Linked DNA regions of Sus scrofa: region 2 is linked to region 1. The links are chromatin contacts, called in public HiChIP or PLAC-seq maps. All regions are on one chromosome and are shown on one strand. Each heading gives the region's core, a stretch centred on a gene start, on an enhancer-like site or on the middle of the called end of the contact. The rest is flanking DNA. Distances are from core to core; before and after follow the strand shown. Region 1 overlaps PKNOX2 (homeobox protein PKNOX2). Region 2 overlaps PKNOX2 (homeobox protein PKNOX2).

Evidence for each region. HiChIP or PLAC-seq counts read pairs in DNA pulled down with a chosen protein or histone mark.
Region 2: an H3K27ac HiChIP or PLAC-seq map of skeletal muscle shows a contact between it and region 1. The contact joins two enhancer-like sites. A contact is called at or near these places in 1 of 5 promoter capture datasets (liver), 22 of 47 Hi-C or Micro-C datasets (brain, embryonic fibroblasts, epiblast stem cells and 12 more) and 1 of 2 datasets of contacts at active chromatin or transcription factors (skeletal muscle).

The regions. Positions count from the first base shown.
Region 1 is chr9:52,355,493-52,360,332 of Sscrofa11.1, forward strand. The region is part of intron 2 of PKNOX2 (homeobox protein PKNOX2); the gene reads left to right. Among named protein-coding and RNA genes, the nearest start is that of PKNOX2, 55 kb to the left of the region's middle. Within about 2 kb of position 1,834, at least 3 of the 83 cell types and tissues checked have an H3K27ac peak or open chromatin away from gene starts, as enhancers often do. A contact at or near this core is called in fetal skeletal muscle and skeletal muscle, where this site is marked.
Region 2 is chr9:52,523,160-52,527,957 of Sscrofa11.1, forward strand. All of the region lies in intron 4 of PKNOX2 (homeobox protein PKNOX2), which reads left to right. Among named protein-coding and RNA genes, the nearest start is that of FEZ1, 150 kb to the right of the region's middle. Within about 2 kb of position 1,427, at least 20 of the 83 cell types and tissues checked have an H3K27ac peak or open chromatin away from gene starts, as enhancers often do. A contact at or near this core is called in fetal skeletal muscle and skeletal muscle, where this site is marked.

The DNA.
Region 1 (4,840 bases), core at 584-3,083:
TCAGGCATCTGTGGAAGAGCTTGCTGCCAATGTGTTGTTGAGGGGGATCCGCTGTTTGGCTTAGATGCCACACCGCAGGCCCTGCCTGCCTGGGTTTCTAATTACACGAAGGATGGTTCTGCTAAGACCTATCTCACTAAAAACACATCTCTGTGGATAATAAGAAACCCTACACCAGGCAGGATATTTTAAAACTGAAGCAATGAAGATTAGATTAAGTCTCCACCAAACAGCTTCATTCTTGTATTATTTTTGGCTGGACTGTGGAGAAAAGCAGCTAGCCCTAGGGCCCAGAGCAGACTCAGGAGGGTTCGGATGGGGCCGGGGTGGGTGGCATAACTGTTAGTTTCTAACAGTTTCAGTACAGCTCAGTCAAAGCTGTGGGGGTGCCTGGTGGGGAAAGAGGGAGCCTGGGGTGTGGGAGGAACCAGACCCAAAGGGGCCAGAAAGTGGCCCCGAATCAGCAGGTCACAAGGCACTGAGAACCCTTTAAATCCCCCACCTTGTCTAGTCTTTCATGTTTAACTTATGCTTACTTCCACACCCCACCCCCATCCCATGCCTAGTTAACCTAGCCATCTGCCACGTGGCCTTTGGAGGACCCTTAAGTTATTGGGTACTTTTCTGGGAAAACAGTTGTCCAAAATTCCTGAAAATAGAGCCTAGTAACCTGGCATCGGGAGCTCCTGCTCTCTCCTGCTAGGGAAAGGCAGCATGGTATCCATTCATTCCTTTGTTCCTTGGTTCAACAAATATGGATTGAGTGTCTCCTCTGTGCTTGGCACAGTCCTAGGCACTGAGGATACAGCAGCAAAAACTAACACGTGCCACCGTCAAGTCCTTGTCCTCAAGGAACTTGCATGCTGCCGTGTCAGCGCAGAGTAAGGGCTTAGCATCAGAAAGCAAAAAACCACATTGAAAGTCTAGCTCTACTAGTTACTAATCATGTGGATTTAGACAAGTTGCTTAACATCTTTGATCCAGTTTTCCATCTGTAAAATGGGCAGCAAAATTACGTAGCTCATAGGATTGTGAAGAGAGTGTATATAAAGCGTCAGCACAGTGGCACCCAGGACACACCCGTGGGGTTCCCTCTTCAGCTGGAAGCTTATCCAGCCTCCCCTCTCCCCTTTCTTTCCACAGGCCACTGGCACATCCACAAATATTAAACAGCCAGTCACGCGGTGACCTGGTGCTGCCCTCTGCACACAGACCCCAGCAGGGGCTGTGGTAGAAACAAGGACACAGGCCCTGTCCTCAGGGACTGTGCAGTTTGGCGGAAGACAAATTTGACACACAACCATGTGAGAGAGGCCGGACAGATGCACTGAGGTGAAAAGAAAAAAGGCACAAATCAATTGTTAACCAAAGGAGACATAAGTAGGGTGGGAGGCTGCCGAGGGACGACAAGAGTGGAGGCGAGATCTCAGCAGGGCTAGAGGGGCAGGGGTGAGAGGAGACCATCCAGGTCCAGTGCTCAGGTGCTGTCTTGGCACTGGCTGGGGGGGCGGACTGCTCTGGGCTGAAGTGTTCAGCCTCCTCTGACCATGGGCAGGGGGCTAGAAGCGGGGTACCGCTGCCTCAGGAGAGCCACCCAGGCTTCTCTGTTGGGGGCGGGCTTCTTTCACACATTGACTTTTCAGTGCATGGAACTTAGGCTCATGATTCAGTGCATGAGGCCAACCAACTGATTTCATTCCTGGCCAGGATACAACTCTCTTACCTACTATCCCTGCTCTTTCTGAGCCAAGAGAACAGTGGCTGAAGGCCCACACCTGGCCCTCTTGAGGGCCATGAGGCTGACTGATGTCAGAGCAGTCAGGGTGTGGAGAGAGCAGCTGGACTAGGAGCCAGAGGACAGTGGACTCTGCTCTGGACTTGGCCCCTGCCTGGCTGTGTGACCTACAGCAAGTGGCTGACCTCTGGATGTTAGTTTCATCAGCCATCCAAACGGGAGCTTGAACTTGCTCTCAGGGGCCTTCTTTAGCCCAGAGTTCCATGATTCTGTGTCTCTTCTCACTGGATTGGTTCATGAACAGACAATTGTTGGAACCACCACCGAACACAAAACCAAACAACTATCATGATGACACAGGCCTGCCAAGGCACGGACTGTGAGCTTGCCCCTGCGTTGCCTTCGTGTTAGAGGCTTCTCAAGACATTGGGAGTTGACTTTGACTTAACCATTGGCCTTCCCAGGGTGAATGCGTGAGTTCTAGCAGTAAGGGTGGCTCCTCAAGGGCAGCATTTTGTCTAAAGATTCACTGACCTCTTCATAAAAAGCACGTTTGCCTCTTTTGTTGAGACTGTGTGGTACAGGGAGAAGGAACACAGGCTTTGGATTCAGATTCTGGTTCTGACTCTGGTTCTGCTATGACTAAGCTGTGTGTCCTCAGGCACATCACAGAACCTCTCTGAGCCTTGGTTTCCTTAGCAATATAGTCAGGATAGTAATAATATGGAGCACAAAGGGGTGTTGTGAACCCTCTAGAAGAAAATATCTGTAAGTTCTCATGGCAAGTATTAGTTTTCTTTCCCAATAAAGAACATTCTCACGCTCTCTCTCTTTTGATCCTCTCAACTTTGTGAAGCAGGTGAAATGTGAAGCAGTTATTACATCACTTTATGAGTGAGAGGAACCAGGGCTGGAAAATGGTTGAGGTGGTAGGTCCACGGAGGGAGTGCGGACACGTCCACCTGTTCGGGGGATGCACAATAATTCGGGCAGTCCAGGTCTGCCTTTGACCATGACGATGGCCCTTTCCTAAGCCTTGCTGAGCTCTGAGAGCTGCTGTGCCCTGAGCTCTACCTGTTCCTCTCTTGAGTATCTCTGTAAAGGAACCACCTGAACTCAGCTCCCCATTACCCACACCTTTCTTTGGCAAATGCTGTGGAGACCTACCAGTGGTTATGGAAACTCAAACCTAGAAGATTTGTTTTTTTACTTCCACAAAGTGTTTGGTTAAAAGAAGGCCGGACTGGGCTGGCCAATGCAGAGAGGTGGAGCTGGATTTCAGGCAGGGGAGCAGGGTGCTGGCAGTGAGGGCAGGGGGTGGCAGGGCTGAGTGCCACCTCCCTGCCTTCCTCTACAGCCCAGGCTGGAAGCTGTTGGAGCCCCTGGTGCAGACAGTGTACTGGGGCTCACACCCATGGTCCTCTGGCTCTTTGTCCTGACAGTTGCTCGGGGACGGGGCAGGGGGGGGAGGCATTAAGCCATAAGTGGGGGTTCTGCTGACTCTGACTAGGCTGAGTCCAGGGTGGCGCAGGGGGGTGTGGTAGAGCAGGGGGAGCAAGCCCCACCCCCAGTGGTCCCCCTCACTGACCTTACTCCATGTCCCTTGTCATTGAGGACTGCTGTCTTCCGAGGCCTGAGCTAAGCCAGGAGTCCAGCGCTGTCCTGCCTTTTCTCAGGTGAGGCCCTGCTCTGGGTGGGTTGTGAGTTCAGTTCCAGGTCAGAGGCAAAGAGAAGCAGCCCAGGGCCTCGTGGTGACAGGTGCTTGATCCCAACCCCTCCCTGGCCATCCATCTGTCAACAACCATGGTCTGAGCCCAGCATTTAATGCATGCCCAGCACTGTGCTGTGGGGGACTTAGGGCCTCATTTTCTGGGATCTCCACAGTCTTAGTGGGGACCTCGAGCAATCACACACCAAATGGAAAACCAGCTGTGTGACCTTTGACTTCTTTGGATCTTAGCATCCTCATCCTATACAGTGTGGAGGTTGGATGAGGTTACCTTCAAGGCTCCTTCCAGGTCTACCATCTGTCACACTGTGGATCGTACATGCTGAAGTGTGTGCCCCAGACCGCCAGGCGCTCAGAGTCTGGAGAAGTGGTGGGGCACAAGGGACATTTAGCCCAAAAGTGATAGGACCTGCCATACTCTGATGAAGTGAGGGGGATGGGAAGAAGTAGATGCAATGGCAGCTGGGCCTCACTTATTAGGGGACAGGGCCTGGGAGAACTCCTGCTAGGGGTCCCTTTCTGAGTCTTCCAGTCTCCAGGAGGACCAAGAGACAGAAATCAAGCTGGAGAATCCCGTGGTTTTAGAGCACAAGTCTGCTGTTCTCCTGGGTCCCGTGTAGATGCAGTGGTCTTGCCTGCTGCCACGATGGAGCCCACCTCATGGCCCCTCTTCTGCCACACCTCTCCCAGATCTGGGAGGAGAAAGCTAGATGCACAGTGGGGTGGCAGTCCCCCAGGGCTCCCCACTTGTGAGTACTATTTGGAAAGCCACTTGGTGGGATTCCCCAGCCTTCCCTGGAGACCGTTCCCAGGGAGAGTGGCTGTTCCTTGCCTTGGGAGGCTACAAAGCCTCTTAGTGACAATGAGATGGGGACTGCTACCTCCCGCTGACTCCCAGATTGTCAAGAAAGCTCCTTTCTGAGCTGGACATCTGGTCTCCTAGAATACTTTTTGAAGTCATTTCCATTGGGCTTGGAAAGGAGCAATGGAGAACTGCATTTGCAGGCTCTACTCTGGGGGGTGCCCCAGGGAAGGGGGAACTTCCCAGCTTTCTTTTTGCACAGTGTCCTGGTGCTGGATTTACTGCCAGATTGCAGTGGAAATGGACACTTCTAGGGAGGGAGCTAGCACATGGATCATGGGAAAATAAAGGATCTTTCCTGAGCCCTATGTTTTCTTTTTATTTTTTTATTAGAAACTTTTCTTTTAGCCATGGCTGCAGCATGCTCAAGTTCCCAGACCAGGGATCAAACCCACGCCACAGCAGCATCCCTAGCCACTGCAGTGGCAATGTCAGATCCTTAACCCTATGAGCCACATGGGAACTCCTGAGCCCTGTGGTTTCTGAGTAGCTTCACAAGGGCACAGAGGAGTGG
Region 2 (4,798 bases), core at 177-2,676, 170 kb after region 1:
AGAATCTTCATCAAAATGCTAAAAGCTGGAGGGGGAGAGTAATGTGAAAACTCTTGCCTGCTATTTATGGGATTGATTCTCAGATCAAGAAGAAGCAAGCAGTTGGATGAAAGGAATTATTGTTAAGCTCCTCGGTAGGAAGATCTAATGGACAATTGCCGCTATCAGGGGGAATTAAATTGCTGTTTCAGTTTGTAAAATATATCAAGCGGCTTTTTGAAGCCAGAAAAGGTATGACAGCCAAGGCAGGGGGGGTGGGGACTCTGCCACTTTCTGGTCCTGGTGTGAGAAGCAGGAGCCAGGCAGGAGAGGTGCTCTCCTAACTTGGACCCTGGTCCATTTTTTTTGGAAGCCAAATTGAAAACTAGCTGAACGGAGGGAGGCAAGGAGAGAAAGGCTGGAGCCCTGGAGCTCTGGGCCCTGAAGTGAACCAGGGGCAGTGGAGCAGGACTGGACTCCTTTCTTGGAAAGCTGGTCAAGGGGCGAGGAAGGTGACTGACATGGGTCTGTGATTACCAGCCACTTCACTCACACCCAGGGCATGGCCGAATCCTCTGTCTGTGTCACTACTAAGCCTCCCCCTATGACACTGTGGACACAGTGGGATCCAGGGTGGATAATCACCCTCTTTCTCCCCAGACTGGCTCTCTTAGTTAGCTTTAGCTCATCCCCAGGCTGGGGTCAGTGAGTGCAAAAGTGAGACCAGTTGACCCAGCCCCACTGGGGTCATATTGTTATTCCAGATAAAGAGCAAAAAGCAAAATGGCCTTGGGGATGGGGAAAAGGGAGGAGGGGGACCCACTTGCAAAGAGGACCACAGGCCCGTGCTGGCGCCACGCCCCAGGGCACAGGGACCACTGAGTCCCTACAGCCACTCAGCTTTCAGCTTGTGGTTTCTAGCCTTTATTGGATTTTGCAAAGAGACCTGTGTGTGTGTGTGTGTGTGTGTGTGTGTGTGTGTGTGTCTACGCGCCTGTGTTTCTTTAGATAAATCCACAGAGTCACATGAAATCAGTGACAGGTTGACACCGTTATTTCAAGATTCATCGCTCTGAGTTGCCAGCATAGGAGACGTAGCCAACTCCTTCCCACCACCAACACTTTTTTTTTCCAGGCATAATTTATAGCAGTGGGGTGAATTTGTTTCCAAAAGATGAATATCACACTATCAGCAACAGCTGCCTCTCATTTTTATTTGTTTTTAAATTTGACTCAAAGTCCAATTCTCTATACACATCCAAAGCTGTAAATCCTAAGGCGACTGATTACATGATTTAGTAAACAGGTTATGTTATATAATGCAATTAAAGTGGGGCTCCACAGCGCCATCTACAGGCTTCTTTTGGGAAGGGAGCGGGACTAGAGACTGGATTGTGGACCAGGCTCTCTGCACAGGGAAAATAAATGGGATTACGCCAGGGTTGAGAAGCCTGCTCCAGAGGGAGAAGCTGAAGCCAGCCAGGTTACTAATGCAGCCTTTTGGTCCCTCCTGCTGAGTTCACTGTGTTATTTCAGCCTCCTGCAAGTCTGTCTAGACGTCAGAACCCAGGCCTGGGCAGCTGCTCAGAGCGGGGAGACTTGGGGTTGAGGGAGAGAGTGGTAGCCACCTGGGAGCTCCTGGGCTGGGGGCACCGAGGAGGGCTCCTGGCTCTCTTGGCCTCAGGGGCCTTCTTCCCCCACTCTCAAATGAGGGAGCCTTTGGAATGAAGCTGCAAGCTTCAACTATTTCCATTCTATTCACCAAAGCTTGTATTGAGTGCTAACCATATCCACAAAGACTTTCAGAATATTCTGGTGAATTCCCTCGTTTTGTAGTCCAACAGGGACTTGTACAGGTCACAGAGAAGTGGCAGAGCTGGGTGCGGAATTCAGACTTTTTGACCCTAAGCACAGGCTCTGTCTGATCATCGGCGGTTACAGATGAGGAAATTGAGGCCCAGACCAGGAATGGAACTTCCAAGGCCTCTAGTTGTAGCAACGGAAGGAAAATAATAAAATACTGCTAGCCTGTGTCAGAGGACAGAGGAGAAGGGCTGCTTGGGGGCCTCAGCACTGCCTCTTCGCTGCCCTGATGGGGAAGGAAGGAGAGAAGGGAGGGAGAGGTGCAGGCCCAGGGCCAGTGCTCACGCCCCACCCCCTCCCGGACCCCTCTGCCCTGAACTACAGTACTCTTCAGAGGCTCTGGGCCCTCAAGGATTCTAGCTTCTCCAAAGCTTCATTTGAGTAGGCAACATCACGGAAAACTTGTCCTGGAGAGGGCAGACTTATATCTCAGCGCTCAGAGCCCTGAGCCAGAAGTAGGAGGTAGGGGTGAGGGAAAGAGTGGGAAGTGTACATGAAGAAAACACGACCGTCAGAGTCCAAAAGGGTACATGTCCCCCCACCCTATCCTGTGCCAACCACCCGCCCAGGGTCCAGTCTGGGGTGATGGGGCAGGACAGTGTGGAGCCACAGGGAAGCTGGTCCCTTCCCCTCTCCTACCTCAGGCCCAACAGCCGAGGCTCAGCTAGGGTCAGGGAGCAAGAACAAATGCGAGAGTTCCCAATTAGACTTTTTCTCATCCTTAAGGCCCTGAGCCCCCAACCCTGACACCCCAGCCCAATTACAGCCAGGCAGCATTAACCCCTTGGTGCCCCAGGCCGTTAATGGAATGTTAATTGGTCTAATGGGTTTCATGTCAACAAGTCCTAATGAGCTCCTTTCTAACGAGCTTGTTTTTTTTTTTTTTTTTTTTTTCCTAAGCCTGTTTGTCAACACATTGGAGTTAGGGTTCCATGCGGAGGGCCTTACCTTGCAGGGCTGGGGAGCCAGAGCAGAGAAGACAGGGGGAGTGGGTGCCCCTGGGCTGCCCCTTCCGCCTTCCTAAAGGGGTGTCCTTCCTGCCCCCTCAGCCACCCCACCCCATGACACTGCCTCCCTGGACTTCTGAGCTCTGTAAAATGACAGTTTTAGCTCCTTTTGATGATAATATCAATGAGATTATTATTTCTTCTTGGATATCACTATGGGGTTGAGTGTTGCATTAGGGTTTTGTTTTGTTTTTCCTCCCTCCTAGCTGCCGTATAATAAAGGTTTTCAGCATTAAAAACAATCTTTCACCTTGGGAAATTTCTCGGTGGTAAGTTGTTCCTCGTGTGTCCTCCATTTGCAGTCTTGGCTGTGCTCCCTCCAGTGCCCTGGTGTCTGGTGACAGAGGGCTGGGGCCTCTGGACAGGGCGGGGCAGAGACGCTACAGACTAATGCTCAGAAGCCCTGGGCAGGCCTGCTGCTTCCCTCCATACTCCCAAGAAAGTACAAAACCGGCAGGTTTCCCCAAAGGGCTGGGTGCCCAGAGATAGCTCAAGGAGTTCCCCGCACCCAGGTTGTGGAGCCTCACCCAAGCCTCCAAGAAGTCAAATCCCCACGCTCCTCCCGGGGATGGTCCCACGTGGACCCTCGGCCCCGCAAGGCCAGTGGATGGGAGGAAGGAGGTCATGTGCCAGAGGAGGCGGGTGAAGAAAAGAGGGAACTTCCGGAGATGGTGATGGGCGCACACGCGCGGTCTCCCCCAGCATCAGGTTACCAGGGGCTTCTGTGCCTGAGTGAGCAGAGAAGGAAACTTAAGCCCCTGATGAAAAGGCCTCCTGTTTTCTTGCAGGAGAATCCCCCAGAGGGCAGTGGGGCAGTGCCCTCATGGCCTGTGGTGACCCCAGAGAGGAGGAGGGGCAAGGGCCATCTGTGTCCTCAGAAAATTGTTCCCGTGTCTTCTGGCCCCTGCCCCACAGCTCAGCAGGCGCCTGATTGAAAACTCTACCCAGTTTGGACGGTGGTTGTTTCTTGGTGCAGAGTGCTCTTAGCCATTGCTCTTTACTCCTAGGTAGGGCAGCTCTCCAGCTGTTGCAAATATTGCTGGACAGGGACTCTAAAATGACCCAACCTCCATTCATTGGACAGTGAACAAAAGAATGCAGACCAAAGAGTCCTCTATTTAGCCCAAATCCTCCTCACTGAGATACCTGTGCTTTGCCTTCATGATGACTTTCTCATTCGTGGAATTCGGTTACCAAAAGACCCAAACCCGAGGTGGAAGGGAACTAGTTGCCCCTAAAAGGGTAGAAAATCTGCAGCCAGACTCTGCCCCCGGGCTCCCCCTTCTGGAGGCTTCTGGCACTACAGCCTCACAGCGGTTTGCTTTTTCCCATCCAAAGATCATCAAAGACTGACACTCCCTGGAAGGGATCCGGTCTTCAAGACCCAATAGGCCCCGTTCAGAGTTACCTCATCTGCTAGAGTTCCATGAAAGGATGAGCCTGGACACCCTTGAAATATCAGTATTTCCTTTATCCCCTCAGGGTCCCAAAGAAAGAGATTCCACACCCAATTTAATCTCAGAAGTCCTCATTCTGGAAGTTCTTTCTGATGTCTCAAGGAGTCTTTATCCTCTCCCCACTACCCTCTCTACTTTCTCGGTGATGTCCCACCTCTCGGACAAGCCTCAGCCATGATACTAGGCATTGGTTCCCCTGCCTGCAGAGTGAGGCTCCCTCATGGCTCCTTTTCCAGCCTCTTTGCAGAAGTAAAGCCTGGGTCTTGGTGCCCAGTGTGTGTGACATGGGGTGACCCTGAGTGCTTTCTTTGCAAGGACATCCTGGCAGTCCATCTTCTTAAGTGAGGCACAAGTGGCGAAGTTCAGGTAGCAGCCAGTCCAAGCGGAATTACCTGTGGTCACGGCGTTTTCAGCACAGGACAAGTCATCCTTCCCTATGGCTTCCCACTGGACCCTCTATTCACTTTCTTCTTCCCTGCTGGCCCAGGACAT